Regions from separate parts of the Mus musculus genome. Here all the other regions are linked to region 2. The links are chromatin contacts, called in public promoter capture Hi-C maps. All regions are on one chromosome and are shown on one strand. Each heading gives the region's core, a stretch centred on a gene start, on an enhancer-like site or on the middle of the called end of the contact. The rest is flanking DNA. Distances are from core to core; before and after follow the strand shown. Region 1 holds the start of Zfp119b (zinc finger protein 119b). Region 2 holds the start of Ticam1 (toll-like receptor adaptor molecule 1). Region 3 holds the start of Safb (scaffold attachment factor B). Region 4 holds the start of Micos13 (mitochondrial contact site and cristae organizing system subunit 13). Region 5 holds the start of Catsperd (cation channel sperm associated auxiliary subunit delta).

What was found. Promoter capture Hi-C pulls out the DNA fragments that hold promoters and counts their contacts. Capture Hi-C pulls out chosen DNA fragments and counts their contacts.
Region 1: a promoter capture Hi-C map of adipose tissue shows a contact between it and region 2. The contact joins the promoter of Zfp119b here to the promoter of Ticam1 in region 2. A contact is called at or near these places in 1 of 39 promoter capture datasets (embryonic stem cells), 2 of 484 Hi-C or Micro-C datasets (CD4 T cells and reprogramming fibroblasts), 3 of 115 datasets of contacts at active chromatin or transcription factors (embryonic limb bud and embryonic stem cells) and 3 of 9 other capture datasets (adipose tissue, liver and pancreatic islet).
Region 3: a contact with region 2 is called in a promoter capture Hi-C map of second pharyngeal arch cranial neural crest. The contact joins the promoter of Safb here to the promoter of Ticam1 in region 2. A contact is called at or near these places in 16 of 39 promoter capture datasets (3T3-L1-derived adipocytes, the C10 cell line, the HPC-7 cell line and 11 more), 5 of 484 Hi-C or Micro-C datasets (B cells, CD4 T cells, the HPC-7 cell line and 2 more), 27 of 115 datasets of contacts at active chromatin or transcription factors (the 230-238 cell line, CD8 T cells, DN3 thymocytes and 21 more) and 3 of 9 other capture datasets (adipose tissue, liver and pancreatic islet).
Region 4: a promoter capture Hi-C map of liver shows a contact between it and region 2. The contact joins the promoter of Micos13 here to the promoter of Ticam1 in region 2. A contact is called at or near these places in 14 of 39 promoter capture datasets (the 3T3-L1 cell line, the C10 cell line, the HPC-7 cell line and 9 more), 4 of 484 Hi-C or Micro-C datasets (B cells, CD8 T cells, Th1 cells and 1 more), 16 of 115 datasets of contacts at active chromatin or transcription factors (bone marrow-derived dendritic cells, bone marrow-derived macrophages, double positive thymocytes and 11 more) and 4 of 9 other capture datasets (adipose tissue, embryonic stem cells, liver and 1 more).
Region 5: a contact with region 2 is called in a promoter capture Hi-C map of embryonic stem cells. The contact joins the promoter of Catsperd here to the promoter of Ticam1 in region 2. A contact is called at or near these places in 18 of 39 promoter capture datasets (the 3T3-L1 cell line, the C10 cell line, the HPC-7 cell line and 12 more), 4 of 484 Hi-C or Micro-C datasets (B cells, CD4 T cells, Th1 cells and 1 more), 19 of 115 datasets of contacts at active chromatin or transcription factors (CD8 T cells, bone marrow-derived dendritic cells, bone marrow-derived macrophages and 14 more) and 1 of 9 other capture datasets (pancreatic islet).

Annotation. Positions count from the first base shown.
Region 1 is chr17:55,943,756-55,947,899 of GRCm38.p6, forward strand. Zfp119b (zinc finger protein 119b) reads right to left here and starts at 1,504. Exons shown (of 4, transcript NM_146249.4): 1 at 1,417-1,504. The coding sequence starts at 1,419.
Region 2 is chr17:56,275,277-56,279,553 of GRCm38.p6, forward strand. It overlaps Ticam1 (toll-like receptor adaptor molecule 1), which reads right to left and starts at 1,491. Exons shown (of 2, transcript NM_174989.5): 1 at 1,418-1,491. Plin3 (perilipin 3) reads right to left here. Exons shown (of 8, transcript NM_025836.3): 8 at 3,686-4,277.
Region 3 is chr17:56,582,780-56,587,511 of GRCm38.p6, forward strand. Safb (scaffold attachment factor B) reads left to right here and starts at 2,203. Exons shown (of 21, transcript NM_001163300.1): 1 at 2,203-2,571. The coding sequence starts at 2,383. Safb2 (scaffold attachment factor B2) reads right to left here and starts at 1,806. Exons shown (of 21, transcript NM_001029979.3): 1 at 1,495-1,806; 2 at 205-292. The coding sequence starts at 1,665.
Region 4 is chr17:56,606,976-56,611,678 of GRCm38.p6, forward strand. Micos13 (mitochondrial contact site and cristae organizing system subunit 13) reads right to left here and starts at 2,796. Exons shown (of 4, transcript NM_153152.4): 1 at 2,665-2,796; 2 at 1,871-2,048; 3 at 1,663-1,717; 4 at 477-866. The coding sequence starts at 2,693. The coding sequence ends at 769. It also overlaps a transcript of Rpl36 not described here.
Region 5 is chr17:56,624,946-56,629,517 of GRCm38.p6, forward strand. Catsperd (cation channel sperm associated auxiliary subunit delta) reads left to right here and starts at 3,198. Exons shown (of 22, transcript NM_175350.3): 1 at 3,198-3,305. The coding sequence starts at 3,244. Lonp1 (lon peptidase 1, mitochondrial) reads right to left here and starts at 1,958. Exons shown (of 18, transcript NM_028782.2): 1 at 1,536-1,958. The coding sequence starts at 1,928.

The DNA of each region.
Region 1 (4,144 bases), core at 254-2,753, 330 kb before region 2:
CTCCTTCTATGTTTATGCCAACCTCGTAAAAGGGTATTTCTAAGGAAAAGGCTGTAGCACTTTACATTTAACCTTTGAGAAGATGGAAGATGGCCTCACCTTAGCAGGAAATGACCTAACCTTGAGTAGAAAGCAACTGTGTAGTATGCTGCCATCTTGGCTAGTATGCTAAAATATCACAATGCAGAATTTGAGCTATAAATTCAACAAATGCCCAATAAAAAGTGTCACCATTTTTGATACCAAAGGAAACTGATGAAAATAAGTAACCAAGAATGAAAAAAATAATCAACACACAAAACTGGACATATACTAAACACAGCGATAACCTGACATCAAAACCTCAAACAGCTGCAATAAAGAAAGAAAATATAAACAGCAAGAAAAAAAAATAAGCAGACAGATAGACAAAAGATAGAAAATATTTCTTCCAAATAGGGAAGAGACAACTCCTTTGGCTGGGATACAGGTTTTCTTAATATAACCTTCCTTACCTTGTCTAAGTAGAGATTAAACAATTGGAGGCCTGCAAACTCAGGGGTTTTTTGTTATGTTTTTTCTGTTTGTTGTTGTTCTTTTGTTTGGTTTGGTTTTGGCTTTTTCAAGACAGGGATTCTCTGTGTAGCCCTGGCTGTCCTGGACCTCACTCTGTAGACCAGGCTGGCCTCGAACTCAGAAATCCACCTGCCTCTGCCTCCCAAGTGCTGGGATTAAAGGCGTGCGCCACCACTGCCTGACCAAACTCAGATCTAAGTATGTATCTTTTCTCTGTATTATCCCTTGTTTCCCTCCCCACCCAGTTCTCTCAGGGAACCGGAAAAACCTGCCTGCACAGTACTTCCTGGGAAAGAATAGAGATCAACAGAACATGAGAACAAACTTAGACAGAAAAAAAAAAAAATACACAAGTAAAATAGAGTAAATGTTGATGAAAGAGACCAGGAAACCCAGTGAGCCTGGCCTTACTAACACACGTTACTGGACGGTCAAGGCATCTACAAGTCTGTGTCGATGGCAAACACTTTGCATCTGCACAGAGCTAACTGCGGACGGATCCTACTCCTGAACATCAAGTGCCAAGTGCAGAACTTGTAGAAGACACCGGAGAAACTAGGGTTCTCCATGTCAGCATATCTGCCTTCCCTGGACACAGGAAAAGCAGCTGAGGCGCTCACTGCATGGTGACGTCAGCAACAAGGATGTTTTCACTCCAGGACCCGCGCCCCACACTCTGCGCAGGCGCAGCCCGGGATCGAAGTCAGACGTCGCGCTTCCGCTCCGGAGGTGCAGGGACCTCAGGTGAACAAACGCAATCACGCCGGGCGGCGAGTCTGACCGCCGGTTCCCGCACCCCGGGAGGAACCCAACACAGTCTCCCGCGGCTCCTCCCCGCGTGGGGACGGCGGCCCCGCTCACCATGGCGTGGAGACCGAGCTCGCCCCGCTCTCCTCACAGCTCCCGGCAGCGGGTGGCAGACCAGGACACAGAACCACAAGAGCCTCCCTCAGACCCGAGCCCGAACCTTTAGTATTAGGGAACGGAAGTGCTCTCCCCATTCTGGCTAGCGGATCCATGCGGCCGTGATTGGCTAGTGAGGAATGAGTGACAGCTCCCCTAGACACCGAGGGCTGTGAAGTGTCACAGCACAGTGGTTCCCAGTCCTGGTCTCCGCTCAGGCACAGAACTGTCCCAGACGCGGAGAGACAGGGACATATCGCCACAGAACTTGCGCCTGTTAGCGTACAGGCAGGTCCACAAACCTACTCTCGGGGACCTAGCAGAGACTTCTGTCATCAGATGCCATCATTTGCTGATGCCACCAGGCGCGCCCGGTCTGTTTCAGGATGAATGTATCCACCTAAGCCACCGGAGCTCTCTCCCTACTCAGCAGGCCGTCTCTCTGTTCCCCGTGTGCGCTTCTTTCTCTCTCTGTCTGTCATGTCCACTTCTCTGCCTCTGTCCCTTCCCCAGGACCTCAGTCCCCCAACCCCCACCCCCAATAAAGTTTTTTTACACCAGATGCATGGCGTAATTTCTCAGGACACACTTCGGCTCGATCTGCCAAAGCTACTTCACCTTACTATATAATGTTTCCTAACAGCAGGACTGCAGTCGTCCCTGCTCTGCTGCACCCAGGAGGCTATTTAATCTAGGCACAAGGTCTCTAGCATACACAGATCACTAAACAACCTCAAGTGGAGTGATCCACCTGCCTCACAGCCAAAAGGGCACCCAGACTATCCAGGTCAAATTTAAACCTCCTGGTTGATATTCACCGGGCATCAACCATTTTTTAAAAAGACTCATCTAAATTGCTCACACTTCTCTCAGTTAAACACTGGTAGCCAAAACACACATTCCCAGCCTTTAGTGGTTGCACTGGCTCATCATGCCAGCACTTGGGAAATGGAGTCAGGACATCAAAAGTTTAAGCCTAGTATAAAGAGTAGTTCCAGGACAGCCAGGGAGGGATACACAAAGCAATCCTGTCTCACAAAAAAAAAAAAAGTTTAAACCAGCTTGGTCTATGAACCCAAACACCAACTATTCTGGCCCCCAAAGGGGAGGTGACCAGGGTGAGAACCTGGGAGGAGAAGACAAAAATAGAAAGTTTGGGGTCACTATGTCTTGCATAACATGATGGCTCATGTTAAGCAAGTTTTTTCAGATGATATACAGCTCTGATACACTATAGGTGGAGAATGAGACAGTCAGCAGAAAGATAATTTAGCAATGTTGGCTAGAAGGACACAGGATAGATACCTCATAGTGAGCACACACTGGCCATGAGACTGATACCCATGAGACTGATAACTGAAGACCGTGGTTCCTTTGACTCCTTCAAGATGCTTGCCCAAGCACCAGACCAGACCTTCCCAAGTCTGCTCTTGGAGAGGTCACAAAAGCAATGATCCCTTGGTGCTTTCATCGGGGCATCTGAGAAAGCCTTGGATAGGCCTAGCTCCCCAAAGACCCACCTCCAACCTAAACAAAAACACATATGAAAATAGGAACCCAAGAATCAATTCATGGACAGCTAGTGCTGAGAAAGAAAGAGTAGGAGAGATTGGAGATGACAGCTACATGATAGGGAATAATAAACTACTAATGGCACCAAAAGTTGATTTTTTTTAAAACCATAATTGAAACACCTTTAGCTAAACTACCTTTTGAAAAAAGGCCGACACAAATTGCTAATTTCTCACATGCATTTAGAGTCAAGAGTGGTGGTCTGTTCTTGGAATCCCACCACATGGAATGGTGAGTCCGAAGCATCACAAGTTTAAGGCCTGGTATGACTACAGGCTGTGTTTACAAAATACTTGGTTAACTTAGCCAGACCCTTCCTCAAAATAACTTTTCTATTATGCTCAGTGGATTCTGGCCACACATGGGAGGGGCTCTAGAATGAGTGCCCGGGTTTTTTTGTTGTTGGTTTGTTTGTTTGTTTGTTTGTTTGTTTGTTTTTAATGAAAGTAGAGCTACTACAACCAACATACTGAAATAGGTGGATCAGAAGGGAATACTGTGAGAGGAACCAGGTAGTTTGCTCAGTAAGGAAGGACACTTGCAATCAAGTGTGATATCCTGAGGTCAATACACAGGAGAGAAGCCACTCCTCCAACTTGTCCTCTGACCTTTACATATGTGCTATGGTATGTTTGCTCACACATGTCTCAATGGCACAGATTCAGATTTTTGTTTTGTTTTGTTTTGTTTTGTTTGTTTTGTTTTCGAGACAGGGTTTCTCTGTATAGCCCTGGCTGTCCTGGAACTCACTTTGTAGACCAGGCTGGCCTTGAACTCAGAAATCCACCTGCCTCTGTCTCCCAAGTGCTGGGATTAAAGGCATGTGCCACCACTGCCCAGCAAATTCAGAATTTTTAAACAGAAATCAATACAAACAAAAAAAATTTAAAAATCACCAAGACAGAGAAAATCCGGCAGAATAGCTAGCTGTGTGTTAGTACAACCACTGCTCAAAATAGACCTTCACCACACTGCCAGCGTCACACTAGGAAGCAGAGCATTCACAGTTCCCACCAACTTCCTACAACTGAAGAGTATTTCACGGAAATTCCTATCTCCTGGGCAGTTCCTGCTGGATTAAACAACTAATGCTATTCTGAGTTGACAAAGAAAA
Region 2 (4,277 bases), core at 241-2,740:
AGATTTGACTCCCTTTTCTGGAATGTCTGAAGACAGCTATAGTGTACTTATATATAATAAATAAATCTTTAAAAAAAACAAACTCAGAGATCCACCCTCTTCTGCCTCCTGAGTGCTGGGATCAAAGGTATGTACAACCACTGCCCAACAACAGGAGGATTCTTGAACCCAAGAGATCAGGGTCCACTTAGGTAAGTTCCAGGTCAGCCTGGTCAGCATAGTGATACACCCTGTCTTAAGATACAAATAACACAGCTGGGCGTGGTGGCGCACGCCTTTAATCCCAGTACTCAGGAGGCAGAGGCAGGTAGATTTCTGAGTTCAAGGCTAGCCTGGTCTACAAAGTGAGTTCCAGGACAGCCAGGGCTACACAGAGAAACCCTGCCTCAAAAACCAAAAAAAAAAAAAAAAAAAAAAAAAGATACAAATAACACAAATGACACAAAAATAAAGGTAGTTATTTTTAAGAGAGAGGGAAGAGGAAAGGGGAGAGTAAGGAGAGAGAGAGAAAGAAGGAGGGAAGGAGAAGGGGAGGGGGAGGGGAGAGTTAGGAAGAGGGAGGAGATGTGCTCAGTGGGTAAAGCACTCATCCAGCATGCCAGTCTGGCAATGGTGGCTCAGGCCTTTAATCCTAGCACTTGGGAGGCAGAGGCAGGTGGATTTCGAGTTCAAGGCCAGCCTGGTCTACAGAGTGAGTTCCAGGACAGCCAGGGCTACACAGAGAAACCCTGTCTCAAAAAAAAAAAAAAAAAAAAAAGCATCCAGCATGCCTAAGAGACTGTGTGATATCCCCAGAACAGCAGAAACCAGGATGGGTGGATGGTGAGTGGATGGGGTAAATAGGCCTCTTTCTTTCTTCCCTGGCCTTCTCTCCCTGGCAGAACTTAGTCTCTGGCACAGGGGGGCCCTCCTCCAGGCTCTGCTGACTGTCAGCTCTGGAACTCAGGGACTTTGTACTGCCAGGGTGACCTTGCATGTATCCAGGGGCCGGAAATAGTTGACTGTAGAAGGTGCAGCAAGCCAGTCCCCACAGGTAGTAGTAGATGGTGTCTGTGTTAGTCTGGGGCAGGAATTTTGACAGGGAACATTGAGGTAGAGAAAGCAGATCTGATCAGGAAATAGCGACAACGGGAGGGATTGAGGGTGGAGAGGGTTGAGGATTCGCTGTTGGGGCTGGAGAAGACCTGGGACTTAGAAGATCTAGCCATGGAGGTTGGGGGGGGGGGGGGGTAACTAGGAACTGAGCGAGCACCCAGGGTCACAGGGCTGGTTTGGGAGTTAGGAGTTGGATTGCGGATCTGAGTATCCATGGGAAAGAACTTGAGGAACCTGGCAGCCTGCAGGTGGCCGGCCCAGCATCTATTCCCGACCCTATGCCCGCCGGCCCGCCGTCCTGTTCCCTCTGCCTTCATCCTACCTGGCTGTAGGGGTCTTGAGCTGGTAGATCTCCCGGTCCCTGGTGGCTGCTGGAGGAGGAGGAGAGAGAAGGGAGGAGGGAGCGTTCGGTTCCGCCCCTTCCTCCCTTCCGGGTCTGGGGGGGGGGGTAGGGGGGGGATGAAGTCAGCGTGTAATCTTATCTAGCTGAGCCAAGCCCTGCCCTCCCGCCCAGTGTCCTGGCGCCACGTGGAACTAGGCAGGACTTGTACTTTGTGAGGCCAGAGCTGGGGAAAGGAAGAAGGAACCCTCCGCCCACAGAGAACTTTAAGCTGTTAGCCAAAGAGCTCAGCTAGTGACATACTCTGGGGATTCGCAAAGCACCATGTGGCTAAGTGCACTGGGAACCTGATGACTCACACTTGTCAGTCCAGCATCACACAGAAAACTAAAGCAGAGAGATTGCCCAGAGTTCCAAGGAAGCCTGACCCACAGAGTGAGACCTCCATCTCAAAAATAAGTTCATACAAGATAAGTAAACAGAAGTGCTGGAGGCCACAAGGTTTTATACAACTGTTAGGTTGTAAATATTTTTAATTCTTTACTTGATTTTACTTGGTGTTGTGTGTATGTATGTGCATGCAGGCATGTATGAATGTAGGTCAAAGAACCGCAAGTACCATTACTTGCTGAGCCGTCACAGAGACACAACACAAAGATTTGTCGGAGATTTCTGGGTATTTACTTTTGAGAAACGGTCTGTGTATGCATACTGGGACTTGGGGCTATCCTCCTAGCTCAGCTAGATGGTGAGATTACAGGCATACTTTAAAGCTTTATTTATTTATTTTACGTATGAGTACACTCTGGCTCTCTTCAGATACACCAGAAGAGGGCATCAGATCTCATTACAGTCGGTTGTGAGCCACATCTGATGGATGTGGTTGCTAGGGGTTGAACTCGGGGACCTCTGGAAGAGTAGCCAGTGCTCTTAGCCACTGAGCCATCTCTCCAGCCCTATGGCATGTTTTAAAACTGATAAAACTAAATTGTGAAAACAGAAAAGCAGCAGTTCCCAGAGGACTATGACTGGAAGATGAGGTGCACAAAGGAGAACCACCCCACCCTCTTGCTGGGGAGTCTAGGCAGGAGTATCTGCCTCATGCCACTGAACTCAATCTCTCCCAGACTCTGGACACTCATCTCCCCAAAGCAGGTAGCAGACGGACTTCTCCACATTTTCATGCTTACATATGCACACGTATTTGTGTAAGTTGGAGGTTGACATCAAGTGTTTGCTCTTGGTCACATCTTTAGGAGACAGTTTCCTGAGTCCAGCCATCTCAGAAACAAGTTCTATCTTGCTGGCAGGGTCAAGACTGAGTTCATGTTCCCAGGCCCCAGAATACAACTCCTATCCTGCTTCTTAGATCTTTCATGTTTGTCTGTTAGCCAGTGAAGGCTGTAAGGAAGGAAGATGCTGTTCTCCAGTTATCCAAACTAAAGCACACAAGTCGTTAGTGTGTCCCTGCCTTGATTTAACTGACTACTGCGGCTCACCCACTCCTTTGGTCCTTCACCACACTAGATTCCAGGTCAGAGTCCAGGAGGGGACTAGGCTGTAAAAGCTGACTCAAGGACCCTGAAACCAGGTGACCCAGATAAGACCTAGTCACCAGTGTTAAGTCCTTGTTTAACCCTTTGTGTCAAGATATGATTGGTCAGTACCCAGGTCCCCTTCGCTTTGTGTTCCCATCCTATAAAAAGCGTCGTGCAGTCTCTCATCAGGGTTCAGATCCCCAACTGGCCACCTCCCTGCCAGTGCAGAAAATAAAGCTTTTATTTTTTAAGCTTCTGTCTCTGAAGTAAGTTTTCTCAGTTTCTACCGCAAACCAAACAACTCCAAGCACTTTACCACAGCAGGCAGCTCTCCTGCCCCGAGTTTTGCTGTTTTGAAACATAGTCTCAAAGTAGCCCAGGTTAGTTTCAAACTTACTAGGTAGTCAAGGATGACCCTGAACTCCAGATCTTCTTGTCCCCACCTTCCCTGAGATCAAGGGGAACAGACTGTGGGCATATTTGGCAGGCTCAGCTTGTCACACTGACCCTTCTCCATACATCACAGAGACGGAGGGAAAATAGGCAGCAGGCCCTTCCTGCTGTCCCCACAGGGTCACAAGTGATCACGTCCAACATTCAAAGTGGGAAGACTCGCACTGTGCATAGAGTAGAGACAGAAGGAAGAAGGTCTCTAGGGATGTCAGGGCAGCTCAGCTCCTAGGAAGGCAACACACATATACACCATCCACTTGGCCTCTGATGCATATAAAATTTATTAAGGCAATACTGAGCCCCAGGATTTGAGGAACAGTGTACTCGGCCCTCACTTTCTCATCTGAAACAATTGCAACATCCCAGCTGTCTATCCTGTCACAGTTGCTGGGTTCTTGGGCCAGGTATCAGGGTCTGTTAGAAAAGCTCTTGCTAGCCGGCCTTTAATCCCAGCACTCAGGAGGCAGAGGCAGGTGGATTTCTGAGTTCAAGGCCAGCCTGGTCTACAAAGTGAGTTCCAGGACAGCCAGGGGCTATACAGAGAAACCCTGTCTCAGGAAAAAAAAAAAAAAAACAAACAAGAAAAGCTCTTGCTATTGTGGGCCATGATGTAGAAAAGAAACCCGGAGTGAAAAATCATTATGCCTTTTTTTACTTCAAGACAAGGTCTAATGTAGCTTAGACTATCACTGAATTTGTGATGTGGCAGCCGGGCTTTGAACCTGTGACCCTCTTGCCTCTATACCACAGTGCTGACACAGGATGACAGACTAGTGCTATCACTATTCATTACCCTCATTCCTCATTTTTTTTTTTTTTTTTTTTTTAGGAAAAAAACATTTTTTTTTTCT
Region 3 (4,732 bases), core at 953-3,452, 310 kb after region 2:
CAGGCAAGCGCGCACACAAACACACACACACACACACACACACACAAAATAAACCTTAAGACAAAAACAAAACCTAAGGTGGACACAATGTGACACTATGGCTGTCCCACACACATGCACATCTAAGTATGCATATTACACATACACAGAGCAGAGCAGACACCCATTCCCCAGGCCCAGCGTCAAGCACAGGCAGTTAAGTACCTTTGGTGTTTCTCTTTACAGCCCTCTTGCTCACAGCTCCCCAGCTGATTCCAACCTCCTCAGGTTCTTGTCCTTCCTCCTTAAATGCCTGATGGGAAAGAGTATGAAGTTTTAAATAAAGTTATCTTTTAGGAGGGGTTGACACAAAGTGTTCTTTAAGAAGCAACTTTGCAGTTGCAAGTGTTCACAATCTAGCTTAAGACCACATTTAGCAGCCAGCTCCCCTTCCCTGCTCAAGACCCAAAACCTAGAGAAAGGGAAGCTGAAAGCTTGGGTTGCAGAGTCACTGTCAGCAGGTTGTGGTCATACATGACCTGGCAGCTTGTAGCCCTAGATGTAATCCCCAACCCAAGACAAAAAAATAGAATAAAATCCAAGTATTAACCCCAAATCAGGGTTGGTGACCGCTCATCTTGTGTGCTCTTTCATCAAACACAGGGATGATGGTAGGAAACCTGTCCTTGATTCAGGCAGGGCAAAGAGCTGAATGGGGCGCTCAAAAGGCCTCCCATAACAAAGCAAACCTTTAATTCCAGCATTTTGGAAGTGAAAAGGGGGGGCAGGAGACCAAGAGCTGAAGTCTAGTCTGGGTTTCACAGCAAGTCCAAGGCCACACTGGGCCACAGTAGCTCTCCAAAAAAAGTTTTGCGTGGGAGGGGAGGCGCTGATTTTTGATAAGGAAAAACAACATAGACCGAAGAAGAAAGCGCTGGCCAATTTTCCCTCAAAGTATTCTGGCGCCTTCTACTTGCAGCCAATCAGGAGTCCCTAACCCTCAAGGACCCTGTTCCACAGAGGCAAGCTTGTGTCAAGCGCTGAAGGGCAGTAGACAAGACTTCTTGTCTAGGGGGAGGAAAGTGACATCTTACGCTGACTCGAGATGACAACTAGGCTCCAAGACCAGGGAAGCGCGAGGGGACCGGACCTGGGAGCGAACATGGTCTGTGCAGAGACACTGGGCACCGCCAACAGTGGGGTTGACTGATAGATTCCCCAGAAGAGTAAAACTAGGGTGGCGGAAAAGACAGCTGCAGGTGCAAGGTCATCATGGAGACGTGCCCAGAGCCACCCGATTACTCAACAAGGCCCGGCTTCCTGCAAATCCCGGGGCAAGTGGGAGGCGAGACACAGAGAGGGGCAGCGACTAGTAAAGGTCACACAGCCTCGGCTGCTTCGGTAACTGACAGCACAGACCGAAGTCGGGGGGGGGGGCTCGGGGTGGGAAGGCCGGCCCGAGTCTGCGCGGGCAGTTACGTGCCCGGGTCCACGGCGCCACTCGGGTTCCCTCACCTTCCTCAGCCGCTCCATCAGCACGCTCTTGTTGCCTCCCGTATCCAGGTTCCGCTTTTTCAGCTCCGCCCTCAGGTCGATCACCCGCAGGTCGCTGAGCCGCCGCGTCCCACTCTCCGAGGCGCCCGGACCAAAGGCGGGGTCGCCCGACCCGGTCCCGGGTTCCGCCATCCTCGCTTCCGCGACTTCCCAACTCGCTCCGGAACCCCCTCCACTCGCTGGCACCAGCTGTGGCGGCTCGGAGGTAGTACAAAATGGCGCTGCCGAAGAGGAAAACGCACTCGCTTCCTCCCGCCTCCCTTTGCGGCTGCGCAGGCGCACAGCTCTGACGCACCTCCTAGGTCGCACGCCAAAGCAGTCTCGAGCCTCGCGGGTACAAGTGCACATGCGCAACCGGTCGTAAGCCCCCCCTCCCCCCCCCCCCCCCGGCCCCGTCGCCACCCTCTTTTTAATGCGCACGCGCACCGCCTCGCTACGCTCACTGACCCCCGTTTGCCTCTCGCAGCGTTGCCCGGCTGCGCACGCCACCGCTCTACGGCCAGCGCTCCGACAGTGATGCGCAGGCGCACGACCTGTAGCACGCATGCGTCTTGGTCCGCGGCCAAGCGCGAGCCGGCGAGGCGCGCCTACGTCGTCTCTGCCGCCGCGCACACTGCGCTTGGGTAAAGGCGTCTGAGAGCGTAGGGCTCGCGCCGGCGGCGCCTGCGCAGTGTCGAGGTGCGCCTCCGGGGAGGCTGAAGCGGTTCCCTCTCAGGCGGCGCCATTTTGTGGTAAGAGGGCCGAGATTCAAAAAAATAATAATAATAACAAATCAAAAAAAAAACACACTCACGCAAACCCACTGACCCGGTTCTGTGTGAAGTGGGCGACGGAACCAGGGTCCCTGGAATGGCGGAGACTCTGTCGGGTTTAGGAGACGCGAGTGCGGCGGGCGCGGCGGCCGTGAGCTCCGCGGCGTCAGAGACCGGGACGCGGCGGCTCAGCGACCTGCGGGTGATCGACCTGCGGGCGGAGCTGAAGAAGCGGAACCTCGACTCGAGCGGCAACAAGAGCGTGCTGATGGAGCGGCTGAAGAAGGTGAGGTTCGCGGGGGGGAACCCCATGGTCGCCATGGCGACACCCACCGCCGGGCCCGGAGTGGCCCGTTGGCCTTCGCGCTGGGCGCTAATACTGGGGCTCCGCGGGCGCCGGGTGCAAGGATTCGAATCTCGACGCCCCCAGCGATGCGACCAGAGGGAAATAACACCACGAACGGGTTCGGGGGATCGATGACACCGCGTTCCCTGTACTGCTTAGTCCCAACCCCAAAGGGGGATGAAGGGGACTCGGCCAAGGTCATCCAGTGGGGTCAGCTTGTGGCGGGATTCGATCCCAAGTCCCTTTTCGGCCCCCGAGGCAGAACAGGTGGTTTTTGTTTCTTTTCTTTTCTTTTAATCTGGGAAGACACAGTGACGTTGGGGGCAGGGGTGGTGGAGATGAAACATGAGAAACTCTCAGAGTTCGCAGACAGCCGGAGGATGTAGGTAGCCCAGGGAGACAAAAAACAAAAACAAAGCGGAAAAATAAATTGTTTCTAATTCTTTGCTAGAACTAAGCTAGGGGAAGATACGAGATGGAAGGAAAGAACGTTTTTTTCTGTTGATAAAGGTAAGTCAGATGTGAGTTCAAGGCCAACCTGGGCTGTAGAGGAGTTCCAAACCAACCTGAATATTAGAGTTCAGGGCTAGCTAAGCCTTTTTCAAAGTATAAAGTAGGTCCAAGAGCTACTCATTTGGTAGTGTGCTACTCATTTGGTATTGTGCTTACCTTGCATGCACAAAACCCTAAGTTTTATCCCAAATACTTCCTAAGGCCGGGAGTGGTGGAGGCAGAAGGATCCTAAGTTTGAGGCCATCTTGGGATGCGTGAAAGCCTTTCTGTAAAACATAGTAGGTTTTTGTTTTGTCTCTTTTTTTTTTTAAAAAAAAAGGGGTTGGACACATAGATCAGAGGTAACATGCTTGCCCAATATTGCAGAGGCCCTTGGAACCATCTGCCACACAACTGCTATAACACTCCATTCTGTGTGGTCAGGTGGGAGTCGGAGGATTTAGTTCCAGCCTCAAACTGAGCCCCCTGAGAAAGAGGCTCATTTCTATTGCCTTCCTTTGTGGCCTAGATTCTCTGTCAGGAAGACCTTTAACCTCTTCTGAGTGTCCTCAGATCAAGGCAGTAGTAGCTTGCCTTCAGGGTAGGGTAGGCATTGCTTGGCTTGCAGTCTAGTCCAGGTAAACAAGCTCAGTCTCCACAGGGCCCCCTTTTGGCTTTTGTAGTTGTTTACTCCACCTTAGAAAGCAGACTTTGTTTGTGTTACACCTTGAAAAGCTGTCCCCTCTAGCTTTCAGACATTGTCATCTGCCCAGTCATCCCTTGCACAAGGAACTGGAGATTTAACCCTCCTAGATCCATCCAAAGTCAGTCACCAGTTGCTGTTGAGAGAAGACACTGTGACAAGCAGAGAGGGCAGCAGTGTGAAGGCCTGAGCTCTGTGCCCAGCACCAACAGTAAAGGTCAGGTGGGGTGCCAGCCGCAATCCCAGTGCTCACAGACACAGGACGATCCCTGAGGCTCACTGCCTGACTAGTCCAGTCAAGTCTGTAAGACAAGGTGGATGGTACCTAAGAGAAAGCTGAGGTTGTCTTCTGGCCTCTCATGTACTGTGAACATGTACAGCATATAACATTACTTGCTTGTGAGATGAGGTGTGGAAGTTAGAGGCCAGGGCAGGCACACTACCTACTGAACGTCAGGCACTCTTTTCAGTTGGTTTGGTTTGGTGGCTTTTTGGGGGTTTTGTTTGTTTGTTTTTGGGTTTTTTTTGGTTTGTTGGTTGTGTCATCGTCGTGTCCCCCCCCTCCCCCCCACAGGGTTTCTCTATGTAGCCCTGGCTGTCCTGGAACTCACTCTGTAGACCAGGCTGGCCTTGAACTCAGAAATCCGTCTGCCTCTTTAATCCCTGCTGGGATTAAAAGCATGCGCCATCACTGCCCAGCTTGTTGTTTGTTTTTTAAGGACACTACATCTCTATTGGAATGGGCAAGAAGCTCCCTACACTGGTGTCACCTACAGAACATACAGGGTGTGAAAGGGGGTGGCCAGGGTGATGCTCGGCCTGCTGGTGAGGCACTGTGCAGCCTTGGCAGTACCAAGCTCTCTCAAGACTAGAAGTTGAGGGTTGGCTTTAGGGTGCTGTTCTCAT
Region 4 (4,703 bases), core at 1,546-4,045, 330 kb after region 2:
GAGTGGCTGTGACTAGTTTGGGCAATGGGGCTGTCAAAAAGAACTGGTCCACTGCAAGTGAAGCCCCTATTAAGGGCCCCAAGTCCAGGCTCCCCGCACCACAGTACCTACTCCATTGTACAGGCTGGAAGAATGGTTCCATGGCTAGTTCAGATCCTAGCACCCATGATGGAGAGCTCACAACAGACAGTGCCAGTGTGTATATACAAGCACACCCACACAAGCACTAAGTTAAGAAAATGCCTCCGTCAGATTGGACTGTGGGACACTTTCTTGATTGATGACTATGGGTAGGTGGTCCTGGGTGTTATTAGAAAGCAGGCTGAGCAAACCATGGAGAACAAGCCTATAAACTAATTTTCCATGGCCTCTACTTCAGTCCTGCCTCCAGATTCCTGCCCTAACTTCCCTTAGTGATGGAGAATGACCTGAGAGTAACAAGCTGAAATAAACCCTTTCCTATCCAAGCTACTTCTGGTCATGGTTTTTATCACACAAAATTTTTAAAAGTTAAAACAAAAAACTAAAACTAAAATCTTTCTGGGCTCCAAACATTACATCTGGAACATAGAGATCCCTGTTAGCCAGGACTCTGCCCATAAAGCAAAGGCTCTACATCCCCCCCCCACCAGAAAACCGGCTGGGGACCATTCCCAAGTCCTTTATTGGGCCAGCAATGCTGGAAGCTGCCCTCAGAGTGAGGTCCCCACTGGGATGTCTCTGCCATCCTGGTCTTGACCCCCATAATGCTGGGGCAGGTGGCATCCATTACTTGCTGTGTTCCTTGAGGTACTCCCAGCCCTCCTTGGAGTATTCTCGGGCCTTGGAGGGGGCCACCGACAAGGCTGACATGACTGAGATGATGCCTGCAGAGACAGCACACAGGTGCCATAAGGTCCCCACCTTGCCAGAGCCACTCAGCCAGCCAACCCCTGGGGAGTGCAAGAGCAGTACATGGAGGAGGAATGGGACTAGCCTTTCCTGATGGACAAGTTCCAGTGTGGATCTAAACCACAACCCCTTCCCTATGCTCTGTTTTAAAAGGTTTCATCTCACTAATATATTCCAAGGTTATCCTCAAACTCTCAGTCCTTCTGCCTCAGCTCTTCCCAGTGCTGAGATTATAGGTGTGTATAACAATATCCAGCTTTTCTTTGTGGAGACAAGGTCTCATATATCCCATATGGCCTGGAATTCCCTATGTAGTCAAAGATGACCCTGAAATCCTTCATTCTCTTGCCTGCACTGAGTGCTGAGATGACAGACCTACAAACACCATGCCTGATTTATGGGGTGCTGACGACAGGACCCAGAGCTTTATGCATGCTAGGAAAGATCTTTACCACTGATCTACAACCCCAACCCCTTAGGGTTTTTTTAAGTATTTTGTTTTTCCTATTTTTGAGAAAGGATGTCCCTGTGTAGTCCTGGCTATAGATCAAGCTGGCCTTGAAACTACAATTTTCCTGCCTCGGCCTCCCAAATACTAAAGTCACAATCATGGGCCACCATACCCAGTCCTTTCTACTTAGTTCCATAGGTGATATACAGGCACACAAACAGGAAAACATGGAGGAGTAGAAAGGGTCAATGAGGTAAACAGGGCTGGGAGAGAGGCTGGGGTGCCCAGGCATCCCCCCAAGCAGGGGCATAGGGGCCTACCTGAGTTCCAGGAATCACGGAAGTTTGGAAATTTAATCTTTGGAGGGGTTGGGAGCTGGGAAGAAAGAGGAACACGGGCTGACACGGGAAACAGGTCACAGCCTTGTCTCCCAAACCCAGAAACACAAAACTCCACCAAGCAGGGGTGGAGGAGGCCCCAAGGACACCCAGAAGCAACCTGTAGGCCACCCACTCCCAGCCAAGGTACCTGTGGCATCTCCAGACCTGTCTGCTGGCACACATATTGGCTGAACTGGTACATTGCTGGTGGCACAACCTCCTCGGCCTTCCGCAGGGCAGCCTCACTCTTGTCACTAGGCCCCAGCAGCTCCTGGTCATAAACAAGGTAGACTGCTCCTCCAGCCACACTTCCCTTAATGAGGAACCTTCAGGAATACATGAAGGGAGACGCTGTGGGGGGCAGGATCTCAGAGATCAGACAGTTGATCATTTTTTGTTGTTGTTGTTTTGTTTTTCGAGACAGGGTTTCTGTGTAGCCCTGGCTGTCCTGGAACTCACTCTGTAGACCTGGCTGGCCTCGAACTCAGAAATCCGACTGCCTCTGCCTCCTAAGTGCTGGGATTAAAGGCGTGTGCCACCACTCCCGGCCAGTTGATCATTTCATTTGCCTTTGTGACACGACTTTTAGCAGTAAACGGAGTCTTAAAGAGAGACAGGGTGGGTCATTCGAAACCCTGCAAAGGATAATGGACACTCAAGATCCCTGGTACAAAACCTTCCAGGGTGTCTGGCGGAGCTTCCCCGCAAGTTACTCAAGTCAGCTACGGAGGGAGATGGGCAGGATTGCCTACGCATCTGAATTGCACCTAAGAGTAAATTGAAGCAGTAGGGTGATAAGGGCTGGCTGAAGCCAGTTTCCCTACACAGACCGTGAGAAAGGTCCGTAACAACCGGAAGTGAGCCGTCGCAGGACCCTAAGCCACGAGGCAGAGATGCCTACAGCCCCGAACTTTCTCAGGGCCTCCACGATTGTCCACGCACCTCATTAGCGACCACACTCGAGCCACCATGGTTAGTCTCTCGCTTCACTCGCCGCGCAAGGACAAGTAATTCGCCCGCCGCTTCCGGTTGGTGTCGCTGCTGAGACTCCTGGGAAATGTAGTGGTCGCTGTCAGCCGCAATGGAGTTAGACTCTTGTAGGTCGAGGTCCGTGGCTGCCGCAATTCTTTCTGGGAAATGTATTAGTTAGGCGGAAGACCAAAGAAGGGCTAGGCCGCGAAGGCTCCTGGGAAATGTAGTCTGGAGGCACGACAGAGACGAGCCCTCGGAAGACACTGGTCGGATTCCCCGCGCCCGCGCGGAGAATTGAGTGTCCCCCAGGTGAAGCAAGCCTAAGTGATGGTTACCACGGCAACGCGAGGGCTGGATTGTTCCAGAGAAGCAGGCCTTTGGTTCACGTGAGCGGTTAGGGGTGTGGCTCTAACCTAGGAAGCTTGGAGAGGCTACAGATGGCCTGTGAGATGGACGCTTGCCAAGGTTGTTGACTTGCCAAGGCCAAGGCGCTGGAGGATCCCTGCCGGGTAGAAGTCTTGGGGTCATGTGAGAACGGGTTGGCGGTGGGTGGTCCGGAGTACAAGGAGCCACACTGGGGTGCGAAGTGCCGCAGGAGGGGTTAGCGGCCAAGTGGACATCATGTAGATCCCTGTTCGGTTGCAAGGTGAGCTTGAGCAGATGTGCACCATGGATGCATGGATGCCTTGTAATTGTCTATGGAGACCTATTGTCCTAATTACTTCTCAGTTGTCCTGACAAAGCACCATGGCCAAGGCAACTCAATAGAAGGAAAAGTTTTCTGCTTCCAGTTTCAGAGGACCATGACCATCGTAACGCGGAGCATGACAGCAGGCAAACCGGGATGGCGCTGGAGCAGCAGCTGAGAGCTTACATTGTGGCTCATAAGCTGAAAGAGACTACAGGGTATTGTGTGGGCTTTTGAAACCTTAAAGTCCACACCACTGTCACCCCTGCCCCAAGAAAACTTATCTCCTAATCCTTGCCAAACAGTTCTACCAAATGGGGACCAAGCATTCAAATACATGAAACTGTAGGGGTCATTCCGATTCAACCATACACAAGACCCCCCCCACACACAACTTTATTTCTTTATTACTTATTTTTGTGTTGGGTTTGGTTTGGTTTGCCTTTGGTTGGTTATTGTTTGCTTGCTTGTTTTGAGGCAAGGTTTGTCTAACAGTCCTGGCTGTCCTGGAACTCACTTTGTGGCCCAGGCTGGCCTCGAACTCACAGCTCTGCCTGCATCTGCCTCTTAAGTGTTGGTATTAAAGTGTGTTCCACCATCACCCAGCTTTGTGGGTTTTTTTCTTTTTTAGACGGGGTCTTATTCTTTGTACGTGATTGGTCTGGAACTCATATGGACCAAAGCTGAATTCTCCTGCCTGGGCCTCCTCATTCCTGCTTTTACAGACATGTCCAGTGTCTATGGTGACATTTTCTCCTTTTCACCCAGAACTAAAATAAACCAACCCTCATGACTAAGAATGGGTGAGAGGAGCCTAGAACATGGCAAGGTAGCATGTGGCATTGCCAGTAGCGCTTAGACAGTGTATCTTTGGACCTAAGATTTGAAAGAAGTAAGTTTTAGGGAAGAGCGTCCAAGCAAGAACTCAGCCAGTGCACAGGCCCAGGACCTGGGACAAAGCTGAGCAGACTGGGCAGTTTGGACTGGCTCCTGGAGGACCCTTTAAGGGGCCCAGGGCTTTGTTTTCCCCCCACTCCCAGAATGACCAGAGTGAGTGGTCTGAGGAAGAAGGAAGGATGTTGGCAGCAGGACATCTTCATTATGTCCCACTAAGGCTCACACACGGAAGGCGAGCCTCCCTGTGTGTGGGTGCAGGGCTGGGATGGGGGTAGGAAGTGAGTGTGAGTGGGAGGGAAGAATGGGAGAACTTGAGAGCACTTTCTTCATCCAACTTCCTTATAACTTGTTCCAGACCTGAGGCTGTTTCTTCCCTGGCTAAATGTCAACAGGAATATACCTTTCAGTGTGTGCTTGTTAACAG
Region 5 (4,572 bases), core at 1,948-4,447, 350 kb after region 2:
TGACAGCTAGCTCCCAATGGCACATTGGGTTCACTTGGAAGAAGCATCTCTTTGTTCTTGCCCCAGCACACATTTGTCTCCACAGTAGGGTTAAGGAACCAGGTGTGGGCAGCCCTGGTCTGAGAAGCCCTGAGAATAAAGAGGATACAGAATGGGCCTCCAGAGCAGTTCTACACTACTAGAGCCTGCCAGGCATAACAAGTCCTATGAGCATCACGGTATGAGGAAACCCCCTCCAAGCAGCAAACAGCAGAGACTTATAACTCAGTCACTCAGGACCAGATGAGGCACTTCTTACCCAAAAGCTAAAGAGATGGAAGATCTGGAGCTAAAGCCAACTTCAACTACACAGCAACTAGAAGGGCAGCCTGAGCTACATGAGATCCTGCCTCAACCAAAACCAAAATAGCCTTTACATACAGTTTGTGTGAGTTCCACAAGAGTTCTCTGATTCCAAGACAGGAACTGCTATTATGTCCATTTCCCAGGTGAGGAAAACTAAGGCCCTGGGGAGCAACTTGTAGATAGGTGATGATGCCGTGTTACCCTACAGAAGTTATCTGGCAAATGTGTGTGTCCTTCTACCAGACAGACAACGTGAGATGGGCCTTGGAAGCATGGGAGTGGAGGTAGGTGGAGGAGCTCGCTTTAACCCTCCCCACATCTGTGCTGATACACTTCCCTTCAAGGGTTGGCAGGGCAAAGAGAATGGAGGGGGCCTGCGGGTGATGTGGCTGTGACTCACTGTATGACCTTGCTAGTAGGTTAACTGATAACCACTGCTCTCTGTGAACTCAAGACATAGGGGAATAGATGGCAGATTGAAAATTCCCCTTTAAAAGTCTCTGCTTTCTGTTGATTTCATCATCCTGTTCTCCCTCCCTCTTCATGGCCAGCTAATTTGAAAGGATCAGATGGGATCAGCTTCCTGCAGTGGAATTTTCCTCCCTTAGTTAAAAGGCTGTTTGAAGTTTCTTTCTTTTTAGGGGTAAATACCAGGAAGATGTCAGGGACAGTGTCAGGGAAAAAAAAAAAATCCTGTCCCTTTTTTTTTTTTGGTAAACCACTCAGACTCCAGTAATTCCGGCCTTTCTCCTACTCCTACAATGTAATACCTAAAGCCTGTAACTTTGTATCCCCACAACTATGCCCGATACATTACGCGGGTAATTAAGGGTGTGAAAAAGGAGAATGTCTCAAGACAAAAGATACATAAGGCTGTCTCAATGAATAAACTCTACACCATTGAACAAGGCTGAGAAGGCGTTACAAAACTTTCACCAGGATGGAAGCGAAATAACTATACTCTGTTGCTAGTCGGCCTGGGATTTCTACACTCACTATCTCGGGTCCTGAAGGACCAGAAAAAGGGAAGAATTTGTGTCCAAGTGAGCCACCAAGGACTGTGGTATCCTCTTGCCTCAGAGTGGTGCGATGACAAGCAGGAGTGCGGTTCCAAAAGTTTCTTAGACGCGAGGGAGCTGAGAGACCACTCGGTCCCGCTAGCAGAGCAGGGGAGCGGGGGCTCTGGTTACCTCCACGATCTTGATAAAGCGCGGGAACACAGGGTTGCGGGTGATGGCGATGAGCGGCAGGTGAGGAAACACATCCGGGACGGTCATGGGCGCGAGCGCTGTGACGACCGGGCCTTCCCCGGTGCTCGCCGTGGCCCCGTCCTCCGCACCGCCCTCGGAGGTCTCGTCGCTGCCACCGCGGTTGCCCGAGTCCCACAGCCCCCGCCACTGGACCCCGCCGGGAAGAACGCGGCCGCCCCAGGGAGCTGACATGTCGCAGGCCCGACATCCTCGGCGCAGCCACGACCCGGACGCGCTCGGGACCCGGCCTCCGGTGACAGCCAGCAGCGGCCGCCGCAGAACCCAGCACCGCGCAGCGGCCCAGAGCCGCACGTAGCCTGTGCTCGCCGCCATGGAACAGCCATACTGACGGCGCACCGCACTTACGTCATCTCTGCTCGCCCCCCGTTTGCGCACGTGATGACGCTCGCGTGCTTCGGGCTGGAGAGGCGGAGCTTGAATAAGGTGAGTGAGTGGGCGTGGTCAGAGGGAGACTGGGTTTGGGGATGGGAGGGCGGAGTAGGGGCGTGGTTCAAGGCTCAGAGCGGGGCTTGGAGTTGGACGGCAAGGGGGCGTGGCCCGATGAAGGATGTTCTAGAGAGGACTTTGAGGATCTGGATGAAAAAGTGAGAGGTGTAGTAAGCTTGAGGAAACATGACGGAGAAAGCAGGACTGGTGTGTGGTCCGAATGGGGGGCGCTCCACCAGGCAGGGATTGGAGGAACTGGAATCAGGGATATGGCCGAAGGCGGGCTCAAAGGTCGGGGCTTGACATAGGGGCGTGGCCAGAGCGGTGACTCCAGACTGGAGCTTGTGCGGAGGGGGCGGGGGGCATCGCTCTAGGAAGGGGGCCTGGAAGAAGCGTGGCCCCTCCCAGTTCCTACAACTACTGGTTTGTCCTGTCCAAGCTGTACCTTAGTACTGCGTTCTGTTTTTCTACTGCCATCAAAAAGGTTTTACAGGGTAAATTCTGTGTTCTGAAGGCATCGGAAGAAAAGTACAGCGCACCCCTCCTTTAACTTTAGTCTTTTCAGCGTTCTTTGTTGATACACAACAACAGGTTTTACTACATCTCCCTACGCAGTTGGTGGCATCTTCACTCCACACTGGAGGAGGCGTGCTTGGAGGGCTTTTGCCTCTCGTATAGTATGCATGCTAAAGGCCGTGCGCAGGTGCGCCTGCTCAGCGTTGCCTTTGTTGTCAGTGGTCCGTGAGGCACTTACCAAAACACTGAAGCTTCCAGGACACGTCCCAAGAGACCCGTGTGCATGCTCCGGCTCCACAAAGCAGGGAGTGGATTGATGCATGCCCAAAGCTCTGCTTCCACACCCACGTGTGCTCATGCTAGTGCTGTGGTGACCTCCTTGAAGTTTGGGCATGCTTTGGATTTTGACTTATGGATCTGGGAACCTGGGTGTAATTTTCAGGTTTGAAATGTGCGAGCTCTGCTTCCATATTGCGCATGCCCACTCCTTCCAGTTTCCTCTGCGTAGACCTAACCGGGCTTTTGTCCGACACGTCCAAAAGGTCCTGCTAGTGGCCTTCTTACCTGGTGCGCGTGCCCAGACAAGAGGCGGGTAGGAGAGAAGCGGCCTAACCTCACGCATGCTCAGACACTTTCTCAAGCTTGGCGGTTGAAGAGCAGTGTTAGCTGTGGAGAACCAGGCAAGATGCTGGTGTTGATGCTAGCAGCAGCAGTGGCCACCATGGTCAGGGCTCACACACTGTGCCGGTACAACTGCCTAACTGGGTTGGATTGCTGCTGGGAGGTTTTTTTTTTTTTTAAATGATATTTCAATTTTATTTTTTTTATTTATATGAATACACTGTAGCTGTCTTCAGACGCACCAGAAGAGGCCATTAAATCCCATTACAGATGGTTGTGAGCCACCATGTGGTTGCTGGGAATTGAACTCAGGACCACTGGAAGAGCAGTCAGTGCTCTTAACCACTGAGCCATCTCTCCAGCCCTGCTGGGAGGTTTATGACAGGAGGAATGGGGCTGGTTCTTGTTGGAGCCCAGGCATACCCTCCAGCCCAATTGTAGAAATCAAATTTGGCATATCTCTCCCAAGCAAATCACTAAAATCCATTTCTGGGTGTGGAGCCAGGGCTTTGGACATGCGTCAAACCTAAGTTCCTTGTGCAGTCTGCAATCTGTCCCACCATCCATCCCTACCTGGCTCAGCAGCAGTGCCATGGGCTGTTGAGGCTGAGTGCATGTTGGGAAGTATGCTGTGCTTAGTGCCATGGTGAGCAGTGTCTCTGATCGCTAACATGCAAGTATGTCTCTGTATGCCCTCCTCCTTCCCACTTTTCTCCCCGGAGGTCACCAGCCTGAGGGGACAAAAGGGGCAGAGGTGGAGAGGAGGGTTCAGACAGCCATGAATATGGACAAAATGATCTCTGGAGACTACTGCAGTGGGATGTCTGCTGTATTCTTCCAGGGATGAGAGCGTATTTAAGGGCTTTTTGGTTTGGTTTTGGGGGTTTTTTTGGTTGGTTGGTTGGTTGGTTGGTTGGTTTTGGTTTTTTCAAGACAGGGTTTCTCTTTATAGCCCTGGCTGTCCTGGAACTCACTTTGTAGACCAGGCTAGCCTCGAACTCAGAAATCCGCCTGCCTCTGCCTCCCGAGTGCTGGGATTAAAGGCGTGTGCCACGCCCGGCTTTAAGGGCTTTTTTGAGGGGTACAGGTGGAAAGGGCCAATGGGTCATGTGGGTGGGAAGCCAGAACAGGCTGTGTGTGCTGAGTTCTGCAGCTGGTCACTTTTCAGAGGCCAGCCACCTGTGTTTAAGGACACTGTCCAAACAAAGACAGGAAGAGACAGGGAAGCCCTGCTGAGAAAGGAAAAGTCTCCCACTTTTGGTGCCCAGCTCAGAAAGCCATCCTGTCGTGGAGGCTGCTAACTAACTGTCCCCTGGGGACCTCAGTTCTTAAGCCCTGAATTCTAGATTATCATCACTGGAGTTCAGCAAGGCAGTCCCTTGCTGTGAGTTTT